Regions from separate parts of the Ovis aries genome. Here region 1 is linked to region 2. A link is a contact called in public Hi-C data. All regions are on one chromosome and are shown on one strand. Each heading gives the region's core, a stretch centred on a gene start, on an enhancer-like site or on the middle of the called end of the contact. The rest is flanking DNA. Distances are from core to core; before and after follow the strand shown. Region 1 holds the start of SNRPD3 (small nuclear ribonucleoprotein D3 polypeptide). Region 2 has its middle 13 kb from the start of GGT5.

Region 1 (5,653 bases), core at 3,067-5,566, 61 kb before region 2:
ACTTTGGTCTGATTTCCCTTTTGGTCAACAAACGCCTCCCTAGGGCCCCATGAGCGCCCGGCCTGCGGACTGGCGACTCGGTGGGGAGTGGCCGGGCGGACAGCCCACACGGGCGGCTGAGGAAAACCAGGGGCTGGGCCAGGGGCCGTGCGGGACGCGCCCTAAGACCGGAGAGCGGGCCGTGGCAGGCCCGCTGGCCCAGGGCCTGGGGGGCCCTCCTGCCCCGGGGTCCCGGGAATCTGCTCGGAGCTCAGAGCTAAAGAACCGCCCGTGACACTCTGCTCGTTCAGGACGCCCTTTCGGCTGCCGTGATCGCCCCCTCTGGGGTCTCCAGGCGACGCTCCTGAACGCACAACCGGCCCGCGCAGAGCTGACCCCCAGCACCCTTCCCCATCCCACCCCTACGTGGACCAACCAGCAGGGCGCCTGGGAGCCCTGCGGTCCATCCTGGCCTTGTGACCTGCGACCTCCTGTCGCCTGCAGGGGTCCCAAGCTTCCGCCCTCCCGTCCACACCCTCCCCGGCCTCAAGGCCTGGCTCAGAGGCCAGCACCTCCCAGGCCTCCCCGGACGGCAGGCTGGCCGTGCCCCGTCGCTCATCAGCACTCCGCCGGCCCGGGCCCCCCGCGTGGACCCCTGCCCTGCTGGACTGTCCACGCCCTCTCTGGGGCAGGGGCCAGGACTGTGCCTTGCTTGCACTGCCGTGACCTCTCTCCTCTCCCGCCTCACCTGCAGGGCCCACAGAAAGCAGGGCGGCACTGCTGAGAGCAGGCCGCTTGCTGGCCGAGCCGCCTGGCCCCTGGGGCAAGAATGTCCCCGGCGCCCCTTTACGGGTGCGGCCAGGAGCCTCGCCTTCCATCTGGCTGGGGCCCGGGGCGCTGAGGCCAGTCGGGGGTCAGGCTGCGCTCTCTCCGTCCCCCGGCCCCAGGAGGCCCTAAAAGGAGCCCAGGCCACCTCTCTGTGCCTTGCAGCAACCACCTCCGCCCACTGCTGCGGACTGGGCCCCGTGGGCCCCGACCTGCCAGACTTCTGCCTGTCCCCCCCCGCCACCCCGTCCCTCTCCAGTCCACAGCAGCCGCAAGGGTCCCTCCACAGTCTTCCACAGCCCTCAGGAGACAGTTCTTACCCCTTGCGAAGCCCCGCTGGGCCTGCCCCACTCACCCCGGGGGAGCGCTCTTACCCTCGGGATTCAAGTCTGCCCCTTTCTGCCGCTCAGGTCCTGGCTCAAAGCCCCCCCACCCCCCGCCCCGTGAGAGGCGTTTACTGACCGCCTTCGGGAGCAGGGGCTCCTCCACAGTGCTCGGCAAAAGTGACACCACAGCGGAAAAAGCCTGCCTGTCTCCCTGCTAGACTGGAAGCGGCCCCAGGGCAGAGGATTGGCTCATCTTATTCGCTGTTTTTCCCAGTGCCTGGTGACTCCAGAAACCGCTGCTGGAAAGAAAATGAACTCCCGAGTGCCCACTACGGTGTGCTAGGCCCTGGGCACACTAGATCACGGGACCAAGCCCTGCCGTCCAAGTGTTCACGTCCCAAAGTAATGCCCCGCCGAAGGCTGAGCAGGGGCAGAGGCCTCCGCAGGCTGCTGCTGCCCTTCCAGAGCCCCTCCCGCAGCTGCACGCTGCCTCCTGGCTTTCTCTCCACAGGCTGTTTGCTCCCCAGCCTTGGCTCCTGCAGATCCCTCCATCCAGAAGGCTGTCTCCCATCTCTGAACATGCAAACGCCTCGGTCCCTTCCCCTCCACCTGGAGGACCGGAGCTGGTGTCTGTCTGCTCGCCAGACCCGTGGGGAACTCCTCAGTGGCAGACACGCAGCGTTTGCCTCCTCCCAGCCCGGAGACCTCGGCAGACACACTTCGGTGGTGAATGGAAGGCGGTTATCTTTTTTTTTTTCCTTTCCCTCGAGCGGCCTGAGCCTCCGGGTCACTGCAGGACTCCCCCTCCCCCAGGCTTCCAGACTATGATCCTCTGTCCACGGCTCCTCCTGACTCTGCGCCCGGGCTCTGGCACTGGCTGGCTGGGCACCTGTGGCCAGGCTCCGACTCTTGTCTCTGCCTCCCCAACTGTGAAACGTGGCACCGCCCGCCGCTGGCTGGGGCCCTCAGGAACTCTGCCCCACCTCTTCTCACCCTTATCTCTTACGCTTTGATCCTGCCCACACCCCTGAGGCGCCTGAACACCCACCTCGGGGCCACCCCCAATCCAGGCACAAGCAAGTCAGCCAACCCAATAAGGGCAGGCCTTCCAAGCCCAAAGCTGCTGCCAGGCACCTGGAGCCACAGCCCGTCCCACCTGAGGGCCAGGGTCCGCCTGGAAGGGGCTGGCCTGGCTTCAGCTGGCAGCTGTCCTCAAGGAAGGAAGGCAGTTTCCTGGCCCTGAATACTTAAGCTCTTGGTCGGCTCATCTGCAAAAGTGCAAGTGACAATAGGAACCAGCTTCACCCAAGTCGTTATGAGGATTAATGAGGCCCTGCATGTAAACAACTCGGGCAGAGTGCCTGCTCAGAGAAGGCGCCCTGGAAATGTGAGTCATTACCCCACGGAGGCGCCTCTGGAAAGGCAAGTGTCTGGTCCAAGATCTCAGAGTGGGACAACCGGAGGACGAGACAGCAAATCCCGGGGACAGCCCTGGACCCAAATCCTTGCTGCAGCCACAGTCGTGCCCCATGGATGCCTCAGGGCTGGGGTCTCCCCCGTGCGGGCACCTCACTGTAGAGTTCACCAGCCCTTTCTTGTCAACTGTATGTTGCAGAGGGGATGGGGAACCACTGCTCGCCCTCTCCCACTCAGAAAAGCACACGGAGGCTGGCCGCTGATTTATCAGTGTGTGCCCCCTTCCCCACCCCCCAGCAAAGGAACTCAGGCGCTGGGGAAGGCGGGACTAGAGAAGGAAGACTCCGTAGCAAGACAACAGGCAGGAGTCTGGGAGGCCAGGGGCAGGCTGTCCCTCCCTGCCCTGCCAGTTGCCTGCCCCGTCTAAGGCCTCAGTTACCGGAGAGGGGACAGGCTCTCCCCAAAGCAGCTCCAAAGAGGACTTTTCGCTCCAGGGAAAGGTGACCCCTCCCCCCGCCCCGGCCGCTCAACCAGGACCCTCCTTCCCTCCATGACCGCAAGCGAGAGATGCCCAGGGGTGTCCCTGCTCAGGGAGTTATCAGGAAAAACAAACAAACCCCAACTGACCGTAGCCGGCCCGGCGGGACCCGCCGGAGCGCACACCTGCCCAGGTTTTGCTCAGAGCTCAACAGCCGGGGCCGCGGCGGCGGTCGGCCCAAGGTCGCGCGGCCGGACCCTGCCCGGCGCTCGGGCGGGGTTCCCCCCCAAACTCGATTCCCAGGCTGAGGGCTGCCCCCCAACCCTGATCCCGGATCCCCGATCCCCAGGGCCCTGCCCCGCGCCCACCGCGATCCCCGGGGTCAGGGCCGCCCCCCGATCCCCGGGGCCCTGCCCCGCGCCCACCGCGATCCCCGGGGTCAGGGCCGCCCCCCGATCCCCAGGGCCCTGCCCCGCGCCCACCGCGATCCCCGGGGTCAGGGCCGCCCCCCGATCCCCGGGGCCCTGCCCGGCGCCCACCGCGATCCCCGGGGTCAGGGCCGCCCCCCGATCCCCGGGGCCCTGCCCCGCGCCCACCGCGATCCCCGGGGTGACGGGGGGACCACACTGACCGGGCTCGAGCGGCGGCCCCGCTGCCTGCGCGTCCACCTCCGTCCTCATGACCCGGGCGGCGCGGGGCTCCCATGGCCCCGGCCCGGCGCGGGCTGCAGCTCTGGCGTCGACTGGGGACGGGAGCGCGCGGCCGGCGCGCGCCGGCTCCCCGGGCGGCCAGCACCAGCGCCCCGGGGGGAGCGGGGGCGGGAGGCGGCGGCGGCCCCAGGCCCCGCCCCGGCCCGCCCCGGCCCGCCCCGGCTCCCACGCCGGCGGCCCCCCGGCCCGCTGCTCCGGGTCCCCGCTCTCCCTGTCCGCACGCCGGGGGCACTCGCCTCGCTCGGGGCACCCCTTCCCCGGCGCCGTCGGCTTCCCAGGCTTCCCCTGCGGGGGCAGGTCCCGGCCCCGGGCCCCCGCCGCCGCCGCCGCCCGCCTCGCTGTCCAGCCCGCGTCTGGCGTCGGGCGCTGGGGACCGCGAGTCCCCCTCGGCCCGGGCCGGCCCGAGGGTCGCTGTTTCCGGCGGCACCTGGGTCCGGTCATCAGCCCCGCTCTTCCCCGGGCCCGGAACTATTGTACCCGAGCTCGGGTTCCCCAGCCGGCGCGGTAAGGATGAACGCGAAGGCGAGAGACGTCGCCCGCCGCCACTCGGGTAAAGGAAGGGGGCGGGCCCTGCGCGAGGCATTTTGGGAACGCGTGGTATTCTGGGAGCGCGCGGCCCGCCATTCGCGCCCTCACGCCTTCGCAGTCGCCGGAGTTCCGTCTGCCCTGCCGCCTCTGAAAGAGGAGCCCGGAGCCGGTGAGGACGGGGCCGGGGGTGCGGGGAGGGCGAGGGCTAGGCCGAGGTCCCGCGGGGGGCCGGGGGGCTGGAGGAGGACGCGCCGCCGAGGAGCCCTGCGGTGCTCGTGGAGGGAGAGCCGCGGGGAGCTGGGCCACCCCGACCCCCAGCGGCGCCTCCCAAGCGCCTGGAGGTGCGTTCGTTAGCTTTTTCCCCGAAGTACTTGCTCTTCGGTTTCCGAACCTCTCCAGGCCGGTGTTTCTCGAAGTATCCAGGCAGTGGTCTTGAGATCGTTCCTGGCTGGTGGCCACCTTCCCCCCAGATCCCTACTTGGCTGATTTCTTTTCAAAGCCCTTGGCATCTCTGCCTCCCTCCCCCTTCCAGGACCTGATCCCCTAACGCTGGAAACACAGGTTATCACATTTCCTTGCTTCTGTCTAAATCGTGTTGCAGCGTCTTGTAACTCCGGCTGCCCTTCCGTGGGGTAGTCTCTGTGCTGCCCCGGTTCCCCCAGCTGCGGTTCAGCGTTGTCCTCAGCAATGGAACCTGTTTTTTCCTAACCTCTCCCGGTCCTTTTCCTCTCTTTCGACCTCCTGCTGCGTGTCAACCGAAAAAATACCGCCACCTAAAAGCTGAGAATTAGGTTTATTCGGTGGGAATCATGAGGACTCCGAGCCCGGAAGACAGGATTTCAGGCGACCCCTGGGAGAGAGAAATGTTGGGTGGGGTGGAGTCAGGCTACAAAGAAGTTTGCAGCAAGGGGCAGGTAATCTGAATATTAAAAGATGACTGTTGAGTAATGGAGACCAGATCTCCGGCCTGAAGAGATTTAATACTTTTCTGTTCTTTGGGAAGATGCAAGAGTCCGGGCTTCCTGAAATCTTTTCTTTCACATGCATCTCAGCTATCTGGGGCCAATTCCTGCTTTTCGGCTGTTCACAGCCTAATTCCTCCTTTACCCTAAAGTTAAGGTACGAGGGACCGCCTCTTGTGCTTCTGACATCCCCCAGCTCCTCAGCACTTACAGGAAGTAACGGACAGCTGCCAAAAAGCCAGTATGGTTTTTACCTGGGCTTAAAAATTTGCATTTGGAAGGCTGGAATACCAGATGGCTGCGACGTGCCTTGATTACTGGAGAGCAGAAAGCATTTCATTTTACAGAAGTTTTCGTTTTATACACCCGTCTTGGGATTGAAAAAATCCACTTGCTTTTTTTCTCTCTTAATTAGATCAAGTCGGGGTT
Region 2 (5,816 bases), core at 69-2,568:
CCTGTGAGCTGGTGGGTTCCCTCTCTGCCCAGGCTCTAGCCCAGTTTTCTGGAACATCAGACTCACATGCCCACCCACCCACCTGCCTCCCACCTCCTGAGCACCTGGACCCTCAGGAACCTACCTCAGACTCAACACGCCAAACCAGAAGCCAGCTCTGAGGCAGCCACACATTCTCCAGTGGCCTCCTTTCCCCACTCGGAGACGGTCACCCAGGCCTCCCCCTCCATCTGCGTGGCCTGGCCTTGGTTCCATCTTTATCCCTCTCTCTGCCTCCTGGCCGCTGCCACCATCTCAGTCCACTCCCCACTCAAGACAGCCGTGACCCTTCAAATGCATACCTCATCCTGCGAGGAGGCCACACGGGGGTCCTCCTTGGCCTCCAGCGCCCCTGGAGGAAACCCCGTCCCCACGCCCTGCTCATCCCACCCTGCGAGACTTGCTGGCCCCTACCCACGTCTCTCGTGGACCACAAGCCACGCCAACCAGGCACGTTCCCAGCCCAGTTGGCGACTCTTACAGCTTCTGTAAACATCTCGTTAAACAGAGGCAACCAAAGCCAAGACTGCAGTATTGTCAAAACAACATTCACGTGTATACAGATCAGTCCCCACCGAGCAGAGTGAGAGGTGAAACAATCTGCCTGTCGGTGCAAGAGATGTGGGTTTGATTAGGAAGGTCCCCTGGAGTAGGAAATGGCAACCCACTCAGGTATTATTCTTGCCTGGGAAATCCCATGGACAGAGGACCCTGGCGGGCCACAGTGCAGGGGGTTGCAAAGAGTACATGGTTGAGCACGCATGCACGCAGGGCTCAGAGGAAAATTCACTGTCCTAGTTACATTAAAATAATCAAAGCATCTCATGTAAGACGTTAGTAAAAGAACAATCAGAACAGTAGGGAAAGCAAGAGGAAGACTTTAGGAGCAACTGAAGCAGAAATTGAGAATTTGCAGTCGGCTCTTGCAAAAGACATACAGCTGTCGGCTAGCCAATCAGTAAAAATCAAGGAAGAAAAAAAAAAAAAAATCAAGGAAGAGTAAATACACAAAGAATGAAATGAGAATGGGGAAATAACGTAAGCTATGGAGGAAGTTAAAAGTCCTAGGAAAGATGACTCATTTCAATAAAAATAAATTTGGAAAGTTGACGAAATAACCTTTCTAGGATAAATAGGATTCCGGTACTTAACACAAAACATCTCTGTTTATCAGAAACTCAGATTTAATTGGGCAGGCTTACAGGTCCCAGGAGGAGCAAAGATCTAGGTGGGTCAAGGATCACACAGAAAAGCTGAGAACGTTGCAGGAACAGTGGCCTACCTCAAACGCCCTTCTGGAAAGTTCCCCAGTGTCCTGCCATTAGGACCAGAGGCTTCTCCTGCCAATTGTGTTCAGGAAACTCAACACAAAGTCCTCAAAAAAAAAAAAAAAAAAAAACTCGCAAGGAGACTCCAAGCAACACATTCAAAAGGACAGCATGTCCCCAGCGGGCCCAACAGCAGGTCGGCCGGGAATGTCTGTGAGGGCCTGGACTCCCCTCTCAGCAGAGGAGAAAAACCAGAGCCATCTCCACGGAGAGGCGTCTGACAGAAGCAAACGCTCCTCCTGGATTAAGAAAAAAACAACCCACAGACCTGACACCCCAAACACTGCAAGGGACACATGGGTACTCGCATCCCATGAGTACCTGTCCCAAACAACAATAACATCTGCTGGACACTGACCACGGGCCGGAGCCACGCTATCGCTTTCCATGTATGAATCCGTGTAATCCTCCCGAGTGGAAGGGAGCCATGATGACCCCCATCTCACAAAGAGACAGCGCGCGCTCAGTCATATCGACTCTGTGCCCCCCCTGGTCTGCAGCCCGCCAGGCTCTGCTGTCCGTGGGATTCTCCAGGCAAGAACACTGGAGTGGGTTGCCGTTTCCTTCTCCAGGAGATCTTCCCGACCCAGGGATCGCACCCGAGCCTCCTGCATCTCCTGAAACTGGCGGGCGGATTCTTTCTCCGAGCCACCTGGGAGGCCCACGTCGAGGATCCTGAAGTCCCAAAGCTCCTAGGGTCCTGGAGCGTAAGTGCCAGAGGTGGAAACCTGGGAGGCAGGCCGAGTAAAGCAGTCTGGACCCCCTCCCTCACACCACATACAGAAATTAATTTGGGATGAACCTTAGGCCTAAATGGTAAATCTAAAATAGTTGCAGGGGTTGGGGGGTGATAGACCTCAAGAGGAGGGGGATACATATAGAAACTTCTCATGGCTGATTCACGCTGTTGTAGAGCAGAAGCCGACACAAAGTTGTAACCCAATTAACCTCCAGTGAGAAAGAAAAAGTCATAAAATAATTGCCTCAGCAACTGGTCCAGCATCACTGATTATAAAGACCTTCACTTTCTCGATACATTGTATCAGTGCTTTTGTGAAGCAGACAAGAACTCCAGTGAAGCAAGCCATCAGACTTTAAAACACACTGTAAACGCAGCTAGAAGAGCATGGGAAGAAACCTCAAATCCGTCAGCCACCAAGTCCACAAAGAAACGCAAATATATATGGGACTTTTGTCTCTGCTAAAAGAGCACTTCAGAGCAGTAGGGAAAAGATGAATTGTTAACCATCAGTACGAGAGCAAGCAGGTAGCCATCTGAGAGAGTAAAGCAGGGCCCCTGCTCTTTTTATTTAACTCCAGTAGGACCAAGATTTAAGAATAAACCCATTTAAAAATGCAACTGGAAAGAAAAGGAAAAAAAACCCAAAAGTAAAATTTTTCATTAGAAATGAAACTACCCTACCCCCTCCCAAAAAAAACACCATACAGATATTGTAAGAAAATGAGAGGATGTTCTATCTATGATCTTTGAGTAGGGAAGTCCTTTATTGGGCATGACGTAAAATCAGGGAGCCATGTCGTTGTTGTTGTTTTAAAAAGGATGCTGGGGAGACGGGGATGGACATGTACACCCTGTTCTATTTGAGATGGATGACCAGGAAGGACTATTGTGCTGCACACGGGACTCTGCTCCATACCATGTGGCAGCCTGGATGGGAGGGACCCTGGGGGCAGAATGCTTGTATGTGTGCGTGTGTGTGTGGCTGAGTCCCTTCACTGCTCACCTGAAACTGTCACAAATAAAAAGGTTTTGTTTTCTTTTTTAAAGAAAGGGTAAACTAGGACCTCGGTTGGGACTCTGTGCTTCTAATGCAGGGGGTGGGGTTTGATCCCCGGTCAGGAAACTAAGATCCCAACACACTGAGCAGGATGGTCAAAGCTGTTTTCAAAAGAGGAAAGATCTGAACACATGGACATTTAAAACGTCAATGTGGAAAATATTTTAAAAGACCAATGACAACCTTGGGGAAAGATAGTTTCAATACATAACGTGACCTGAGCCTGCTTTCTTTAGTATTTAAATATTTAATAGCAAAGACCAAGACTCCCTTAGAAAGACCCGCAAGGACGTGACTCATGAGACTCTGGGAAGAGAGCTGCAAATGCTTACTCCAGTGTACACAGTCACTCAGCCTCACTGATAAATGTGCCAGTTAAAACAATGAGATCCCACAGAGCAAACAGCTGCAGCCCAGAGGCTTCGTCTCTGAATGCTTCCAAACGCTGATAGCAGGGGAGAAAAACAGTCTTACACAAACTTCCCCAGAACAGAGAAAATATTGCCCAACTTTTAATGAGGCCAGCAGAATCCTGAGAACAAAACTTGACAAGGACATCTCATGAAGGAAAAGTACAGGGTGATTTCATTCACTCGCAGAGGTGAAAAATTCCTAAATGATATATGAATTCACCACTATCAATTTGGGTTTATTCTGGGAATGCGTGATCGGTTGAACATTACAAAATCAAGCAATTCTGGGAACTCCCTAGCAGTCTAGTGGTTAGGACCGCCAAGGGCCTGAGTTCAATCCCTGGCCTGGGAATTAAGATCCCACAAACCCGGCAACACGGCCAAACAAACAAAAACAAACCCTCAAGCGATGCAATCCCCCGTGTTAACGGACTAACAGAACAGAGAGGAAAAAAACCACCCACCCTCTCAACAAATGCAGAAAGGCGTCTGATACTTTGCGAACTTCCATTGACGACAAAAACTCAGAGGAACTAGGCACAGAAGGAAACTTGCTGAACCTGGTAAGCGGCGGCTACGAAAGCCCACTGGAAACGCCATGCTTCACAGCGAAACCTACCAGCCTTCCTTTTGAGACTGAGGCCAACTTCTCCTGAGAAGGACACACGGCGTTTGCTGGCTTTCCCTGTTTCCTTTCCACGCGGAAAGAGAAGTCCTTGCCCAGCCAATCAGGTGAGAAAAACAGACAAAAGGTGAAAGAACAGGCAAGGAGGACACAAAACTGTCCGTACGTGCAGGTACTTAAGAGGAAAGCTGAGAGAAACCCCAGGGGGATGAGCAAGGCCGCCGGAGCCGAGGGAAGCGCGCAAAGAGCACCGCTATCTCTACGCGCCCCTCACGAACAGAAGGCATTTCTTTCTGGACTGAAACCACTTATGATCGCATTTTAAAAAACCCAAGCCTCGAAGTAAAAGAAACAGGTATTCAAGACCCCGACGCTGACCAGCGCTGCAAACTATACGGGCAGGATGTGAAGAAGTGGAAGTGAAGAGGAGTCGCTCAGTCGTGTCCGACCCTTTGCGACCCATGGACCGCAGCCCACCAGGCTCCTCCGTCCCTGGGATTCTCCAGGCAAGAGCACTGGAGTGGGTGCCATTTCCCTCTCCAAATGTGAAGAAGGCTTGAATAAACACAAGGTTATACTATGTTCACAGATGAAAAGAGTTAGGACGGTGCAGAGACCAGTTCTCCCCACATCCACCCATAAATCCGATGCAATTCTAATAAAAATCCTCTTTTTTTGGGGGGGTCTGTTTGTGGGTTTTTCTTTTGTGTGTGTAAGTTGGTGAGCTGATGTTAAAACTCATGTGGGAACACCAAGGACTAGGGCCAGCCCCGGCAGTGCTGAGTGAAAGTGGAAGTCGCTCAGTCGTGTCCGACTCTCTGTGAGCCCCCCGGACTATTCAGTCCATGGAGTTCTCCAGGCTAGAATACTGGAGTGGGTAGTCTTTCCCTTCTCCAGGGGATCTTCCCAACCCAGGGATCAAACCCAGGTCTCCCGCATTGCAGGCGGTCTTAAGGAAGAGCGTAACAGAGGACTCACACTACCTGATGTCGGGAGCAAGCCACGGTAACTGGGCGACCTGGCGCCAGCACAGCGATACGCTGGACCCTGGGACGGGACAGTCACCCGACCTCTGACAGAGGAGACACGGCAGTGCAACGCGGCCGGGACTGTGTTTCAAAAGACAGAGCCGAGCCCACCAGGTATTCACGTGAGACAGGCGTGTCCCGACCTGCCCCACACAAGGCACAGACACCACTCCAGGTGCATCTCATCACAAAATCGGACACAACAACGCCTTCATCGGAGCCGCAGAGCAGCTCGGCGACCGGGAGAGGCAAACAGGATGCAAAAAGCCCCGAGTGTAACAGAAACCGCCCCGATGAACCTACACCGAGCAGCAGCATTCTGAAGAAAGAAAACGCCGAGCGCAGCTCGCGGTCCGCCGCCTGGGGACTGAGAGGCAAGGAAATTCTCCTGTTTGACTTTTAAGATTTTTAATTGTGGTGAAATACAGGTGGGGCTTCCCTGGTGGCTCAGTGGTAAAGACTCTGCCTGCCAATGCAGGAGATACGGGTTTCCATCCCTGGGTCCGGGAAGACCCCCAGGAGGAGGAAACGGCAACCCACTTCAGTACTCCTGCCTGGAGAACCCCATGGACGGAGGAGCCTGG

What was found. A called contact is a pair of places that touch in the nucleus more often than the background predicts.
Region 1: a Hi-C map of tail adipose tissue shows a contact between it and region 2, with 2.5 times the contacts expected there. The contact joins the promoter of SNRPD3 here to the enhancer-like site in region 2. A contact is called at or near these places in 2 of 16 Hi-C or Micro-C datasets (liver and tail adipose tissue).

What each region holds. Positions count from the first base shown.
Region 1 is chr17:71,549,030-71,554,682 of ARS-UI_Ramb_v3.0, reverse strand. It overlaps SNRPD3 (small nuclear ribonucleoprotein D3 polypeptide), which reads left to right and starts at 4,316. Exons shown (of 4, transcript XM_027956849.3): 1 at 4,316-4,431. GUCD1 (guanylyl cyclase domain containing 1) reads right to left here and starts at 4,213. Exons shown (of 6, transcript XM_042234160.2): 1 at 3,971-4,213. The coding sequence starts at 4,175.
Region 2 is chr17:71,484,848-71,490,663 of ARS-UI_Ramb_v3.0, reverse strand. No RefSeq gene overlaps it. Among named protein-coding and RNA genes, the nearest start is that of GGT5, 13 kb to the left of the region's middle. Within about 2 kb of position 1,318, at least 6 of the 54 cell types and tissues checked have an H3K27ac peak or open chromatin away from gene starts, as enhancers often do. A contact at or near this core is called in tail adipose tissue, where this site is marked.